2 separate regions of the Mus musculus genome follow, and region 2 is linked to region 1. A link is a contact called in public HiChIP or PLAC-seq data. All regions are on one chromosome and are shown on one strand. Each heading gives the region's core, a stretch centred on a gene start, on an enhancer-like site or on the middle of the called end of the contact. The rest is flanking DNA. Distances are from core to core; before and after follow the strand shown.

Evidence for each region. HiChIP or PLAC-seq counts read pairs in DNA pulled down with a chosen protein or histone mark.
Region 2: a contact with region 1 is called in an H3K27ac HiChIP or PLAC-seq map of embryonic fibroblasts, with 5 times the contacts expected there. The contact joins the promoter of Dnm3os here to the enhancer-like site in region 1. A contact is called at or near these places in 10 of 39 promoter capture datasets (the 3T3-L1 cell line, the HPC-7 cell line, the SN4741 cell line and 6 more), 8 of 484 Hi-C or Micro-C datasets (the C2C12 cell line, cranial neural crest, embryonic fibroblasts and 4 more) and 10 of 115 datasets of contacts at active chromatin or transcription factors (cardiomyocytes, craniofacial prominence, embryonic fibroblasts and 7 more).

The regions. Positions count from the first base shown.
Region 1 is chr1:162,052,163-162,055,375 of GRCm38.p6, reverse strand. All of the region lies in intron 17 of Dnm3 (dynamin 3), which reads left to right. Among named protein-coding and RNA genes, the nearest start is that of 2810442N19Rik, 49 kb to the right of the region's middle. Within about 2 kb of position 1,590, at least 37 of the 459 cell types and tissues checked have an H3K27ac peak or open chromatin away from gene starts, as enhancers often do. A contact at or near this core is called in embryonic fibroblasts, embryonic limb bud, palatal mesenchyme and 1 more, where this site is marked.
Region 2 is chr1:162,216,138-162,219,350 of GRCm38.p6, reverse strand. It overlaps Dnm3os (dynamin 3, opposite strand), which reads right to left and starts at 1,728. Exons shown (of 1, transcript NR_002870.2): 1 at 1-1,728. All of the region lies in intron 14 of Dnm3 (dynamin 3), which reads left to right. It overlaps Mir199a-2 (microRNA 199a-2), which reads right to left and starts at 1,537; the gene lies at 1,428-1,537.

The sequences.
Region 1 (3,213 bases), core at 341-2,840:
CTTACAGCTGGATCTCATGGAGGCATTTCCTCAACCGAAGCTCCTTTCTCTGTGATAACTCTAGCTTGTGTCAAGTTGACACAAAACTAGGCAGTACAGCTACCATTAATCTCTTATTGTATCTAAGTTACAAATTTAATCTGTTATAGGTGTGTATGTAATGGGGAAAGATCACACAGTTGAGATCTGTTACTACCTGTGGTTTCAGATATCCACAGAAGGTCTTGGAACACACCCATTAAGAACTTCATTGTCTTTATAGATTGACAGCTTCTCCTCATATGGAAAAAACTTTGTTGCCTTTGTTGTTTGTTCTGGTTTCCCTGATTGGTCCCCTGCCTAAGTCCTACTGAGCTGTTCTGTTGAGTTAAGTTTGGCCATTTGTGCTGATAATAGTCACTGACAAAAATGTAGTACTGTATAGATAGCTTCCTGACACTATAATGAAATACCCAAGGCGATTAATCAATAAAGAAAAGAGGTTACAACTTATAGGTTCAAATCCAAGACTTAAGCCTATTGATTTGACCTCTGATTAGATCAACAGAAAATAATGATGGGAACATGTCAAAGAAAATATTCACATAATGAGGGAAGGGAGGAGGGGAGGAAGGAGGGATGGGTGGGTGGACAGAAGAATAAAGGAAGTGAAAAGGGATGGAGGCCTGAGGATTAGAAAAGGGAATCCCTTCAAGGTCCTTCCCTGAGAGCCTTAGAACCTTCCACTGCACCCCATCTCTTAAAGGTCCACAGAACCTGTGGCCCAGAGACCCATGGGCCATGGCACATGGACATTTGGGGGACACTCATCCAAACAAGAGCAAGAGTCCACTGTCAGTCCACAGTCAAATGAAAAACGGTGGGAAATATGTTACCCACCTTTCATTGATTCTGGGATGGTTTCCACGTCACTAACCGGTACACGGAAACATTTCTATGGTTTGCAGTGTACATCTGGAACTAGATGATGATTCGGAGAGTAAAGGTGTTTGGTACCAAGGCTAAGGACTTGAGTTTGATTTCAGCATCCACATAATGAAAGGAGAGAACTGACTCCTGAAAGTAGTCCTCTGGCCTTCACATGCTGTGTGTGCGCACACACACGCGCGCACACGCGCACACACACACGCGCACACACACACACACACATGCACAAATAATTTGAAATAAGCATAAACATGTTACAGAGATGGGGTGTGTTTATCTCTCACTGCTTACTAACCTAGAAGGCAATGTTTCCAACAGAAGCCAGATCCTTTATTTCCTGTTAAAATCTCCTGTTTTATTCCTATCTCCATTTTTTTTAGGAGGAGAAAATATCTAAAAGTAGGTAATTCTTAAAGAAGCCTATAAATACATTTTATCCATTGAGAGAGAAAAAAACAAAAAACAAAACAAAACAAAAAACTCCAGCCCTCTATGGTAATAAAGTAATAAGCTTAGTTTAAAGTGGTCGGTTTTTATCACAAATCAATGCTGCCCACCGCAAGGGAGTGTAGCCAGTAATCTTGGGCAGCCTTTGAAGCCGCATACAGATGCAGACTTTCACCTCTGGGACTAACCGTAAGTTTAATTAACATAAAGTAATCTAAAGGCATGCTGGTTAGACGCCCCGTGCCTGAACAAAGCATTCTAGGCAGGGGCTAGGGATCCCTATTCCTCTTTCCTGAAAACAAGGCTTTCTTTAATCAGTCAGAGAAGATTTTTATTATGCTCAGCCTTTTTTTTTTTCATTGTACAATGTTCTTAGAGACCAAAAAAAAAAACCAGAATTCCAAAAGCTTTTGTTAATTAAAAAGAGCAGAGCCGAAACCGTTACAGATTATGTCAGTTTAGCCCCACATTTTAAAAGCACAGGGCTCCAGATCGCCTTTAAAGTACATGATTTACACCATATTCCAGTAAACCGATGCAGGCGGAGACTTTTCATTCACTCTTGTGTGTCATGTGGAACACGCTAAAAGCTGTTGGTTCTCCCCAGGACAGGGCAGGGAGAATTAACTCCAGCCAGCATTGCTTCTAATATGTGGCTTTGACTTTCAGAGCAATGGAGTGCAGTGGGAATCAGAAAAGCAACTGACTGAGGAAATCCTCAACGCCCTAACAGGAAGCAGGCTTCTTTCCATATTCCTTCCAAGAGTTTTCTTTCACATACAAATCCAAGAAACAAAATCTGGAAAAAAAAATTGTGTGGAAGCCACAGTAGTTCTTACTGTTTGGGAATTACACAGAGAGAATATTTGTGTCACATACAGACACACACACATACATACATACACACAAATGAATTTGATTATGTGATCTGAACAGCTGAAAGAAACAGGCAATACCATCTCCATTTGATTGTACATGCTATATTTACTAAGATACCTTGAAGAAAGCTTAAGAATCCTTGCCCTGTGAGTCACTCTGTGGTGTGTGTGTGTGTGTGTGTGTGTGTGTGTGTGTTTAAATATAGATATTCCTGCATCTGGTCAGTTTGGAACGCAATCATTCCATCCTGTTTTCTCTTCAAGCTTCTTCGCCTTCGTCCGTCTGTCAGTGATCATCACATCTGAGGCCAAATCAATCAGCCTACATGCAGCCGACGTCTTTCCCTTAAACATTCAAGCTTAAGCAATGACCTACATAATTACATTTTCATTGTGCTGGCTAAATACATCTCCTTGGTTTGATAGGGAAACCGTACGCTTTTTTTTACAAGAATCAGTGGTGCTTGCAATGCTTAGGCTAAGCTCCTTTTTACCACTAGGCATGGGAGGGGAGGTGTTTTCCATCTGCATCTTACTGAAGAGGGGCCACAAAGGTGGTCCTCCAAGGTAGCTAGGCACGGTAATTTAAATCCTCACACCTTGACAGATGTCTCCATACGGATATTAACTCCAGTTTCCCTCCATGAAAACGGCCCTATAATTGCAATCATCCATTTTGTGGTAGCACTCCTGCTTTAGACAGCAATTCCGAATCCACTTTCCCAGTGGCTCTAAGAAGCCTGCCACTGCCAACTGAGTGGTCTAGAGTCCTCACTAATTACCAGCTTCCACACGCATTTGATTCCGAGCCCAACTGATGGCGCCAGACACTGAACCACAGGCAGATCTGTAGGCCCTGGATTTGCCAAATGGAATCTATGCAATTTGTTTCCTTTTCTCCGAGTTTTTATGATGAGTCTCAGCTCAGACTGACTAGACTAGAACTGCTTCAAAGTACTAA
Region 2 (3,213 bases), core at 479-2,978, 160 kb before region 1:
AAGGAGAGTTTGCACTCTCCTTTGGGTTATTGGAGAATGTGTAACTTAGACAAAGATTCACACTTTAAAAGACAAAAGACAGTGTATTCGTTTTGCACAGAAAGCTCAATGAGCAGATAATATTTCATCCCATAGAATGTGGAATGAAATTTTCCAGGGGTGAAAATAAATGAAAGGCGAGACTTTATGGGTACAGCAGCAACATTTTCTCCCAGAACTTTCTTTAACGGAGCCACCGCTGATGCTCAATACAAACCTCCCAGCTTACTTAGTGACCCAGATTCTTCTAGTATTTTCTCTTTCAGTATTTCATTCAGCCAGAGGAAGTTTTCTTGCTTCCAGTCTGCCTACCTCCCCCACTCTCCTTCACCTCCAGGACAGCTGGAAACTGACCAAAGAAAACTTTTGCCTTCGTTTACAAATTCCTGTTTTATCAGCATCTTTTTAGACAACGTGCCTTATCATTTCAAAGGCCCAGGACAAGTGAGAGCCTTGTTAAAAAAAAAAAAAAAAAAAAAAAAAAAGATGGGCCAGCAGGCTCAGCTGACCAGCAAGTATCAGCCATTCTTGGATTTTAGAAGAACAATTTCAATGTTATCTAGTGAGCCCACTAAAGACAGAGCGCTATTCCCCTGGCCTGCTAAGTTGCTGAGTCAGTAAGATGTGGGTTTGGCACTTGGGCCCTCATCTCTGGCTAAGTGCGTTTGCATTGTCTGATAGTAAAATAACAAAACAAAAAAGCAAAAAACAAAAGACTAGACTGCTTCTTATCGTTAGGTACTATTATTTCTGGTGTTTCTATTATATAGATAAACAGAAAAGCTCCCTGTTCATACAAGAGTTTTGAAAATTGCATTTTTTTCCTTTAGGGCAAAATGCATTCATTCCTGGAGTGTTAGAGGTTGCATACATAGCTCATCCATGCTCGAGTTTAAGTCTCTGAATTATCAGTTTCAACCATTCAAAACTAAGTCTCGTTCAGTTTTTGCTACTTGTCTGGAGTGAGGTTTTTTTCCCCACCTTTTATTTTGAAGCGGAAGACCCTTACATTTAAGAAAGCATTTGAACGATCAACATTTAGACTTATAAAAAACACACAGAAAATCACAATTTACCATACGACCTTGCTCTTTTGAAAGTTAAGTTCACGGTTATCTGTCCCTTAGCTCAGTGTCTCCAGCGTCTTCACACAGGTGATGGGATCTCTATCTAGTTCCCCAATCACAGACCAGGTACGCAATCCCAGAGGCCTTACCCGCTGGTCTTCCCTGGAGCAGTCCTCTCCCCTGGCAGAGTCCCTGAGGGCTTCTTGGTCCCTAGTTTGCAAAACCTGTGAAGAGAAACACTGGATATGAGATTCAACAAAGGAGCACCCAGCTGTCCTCTCCTTGGAAGCAGCACATTGTGTCCCCAGCCGTCCATGGCGTTGCTGGCCCTTGCCCAGTCTAACCAATGTGCAGACTACTGTACAACGGCATTGTCCTGAACAGGTAGTCTGAACACTGGGGCGACGGAGCAGGATCTCCTGAAGCTTCCATCGGTGTGTGGAAAATCCTGTCCCGGGGCTGGGGAGAGCCTGTCTTCCTGCACCAGGGGCTTGTTCAGCTTCCCCCCTGAACCCTGTCTGCTGCATCGACTGAGACACACTAAAGGGCTGTGATTTCCAGTCTTGACGTGGCACATTTGCAGCAGACTAGGGAACTGGCAATGAATTTAGGACCAGGAAAAGGGGGAGGGCTGGGCTGGAGAGTCCATATATGGGATGATGTCACCCTGGGGAGGTTTGGGTATGCGCTGTGCCGCTGGAGAGACCGCTAGAATCGCCTGCTCTCAGACATGGGTCTGTGCATAAAATGGTACCAGATGTTTTCGTGTAATGTTAAGCAGTCATTTCATCTTCAGGCCAGATTTTTTCCCTCAACTGGGCAGGAAGTGGGGCCCCAGTATGGAAAAGCTGTAAAAAAAAAAAAAAAAGGCAAGATGTACAGTTCTGCTGTGGCCAACCGAAAGTGAGTTGAGAGTAGAAGTACAAATTTGTTGCCTGATCTGGGCTGAAGAAGTAATTTAAAGATAGAAAGATGACAAAGCAGTAAGCAGAAAGTCAAACACTGTTAAGCAGGCAAACTTCGAGGCCTTTTTTTTTTTTTTTAACTTTCCTGCGATACTTTGTTTTCTTGTATTTTACTCCTTAGTGAGGTCAGATAAGTTGGGGCTCCCCCCTTTCTTTTCCTCCTCTTCCCCCTTCTCCCTCCTCCTCCTCCTCCTCCTCCTCCTCCTCCTCCTCCTCCTCCTCCTCCTCCTCCTTTTCTGCTGGACCTGTCAGCAGCTTGCAGGCTGCTCTAGACTTGAGCAGTAATTACAGCAACTTCCTGAAAGTGAAGCCCCCATGAAAAGTCTGGAGAAATGCTCTTTGTCATGGCCTCTCCATGAGTAATTAGTTCCATATGTGGCCTTCCTCGTCTCCCTCCCTCAGCTCTCTTGGCTGGCTCTCTGCATGCCGTTCTATAGCCTTACCTAAGGAAATGTTAAAAAGTTTAGACTTCAAGCACCCACACTGCTGTACCGCTCTTTTCTGAACATTTCCCTCTGGTAGAGCCACACGGTTAAGGACAGCATTGTTTTATCCTGCTGGCTACTCCCAATTCTGTTTGAATACTTTTGTTTTGTTTACATGGTGTTCTGATGATGAGGTTTATCTCTGGTTAAGTAAATCTGTTGAAACTGGCCCAGTGAAGCTTGACCACTTACAAACTCTCAGCTCGCTTGGCCTCTAGTCCTCTGTCCCAGTTGTTAACTGTTTCAAATTATGTAGGCTGTTGAATGTTGTGAACATGAGGTCCCCTAACTTGTTTTCCACTGTATTCTGATTGATATTAGATTTTTGTCTCAAATAAGAGCTTTATCAATTGGCCTTGTAGAGGTCACAATGTGGGAGATTTTCTAAATCTAACTCACAGGATGAAGGGCTATAGTATTTTTGTAAGAATTAGAGCCCGAACAACTTATTTGTACCTGCCTTCTATGACACTTTTGAGATGTACAAATCTATATTGGCTGTTTCAAAATGCTTCAAGTGAGAGCCGCCTTAACTTATTTATTTTTTCCTAACATGGTTTCTTTTAAATTGATGTACCACAAACGGTTCAAAAGTGGTCCCAAGCCCTTGTGAAGAAGATTAAGTCAGAGTACTTTATCTAGAAGCTTATGATAGAG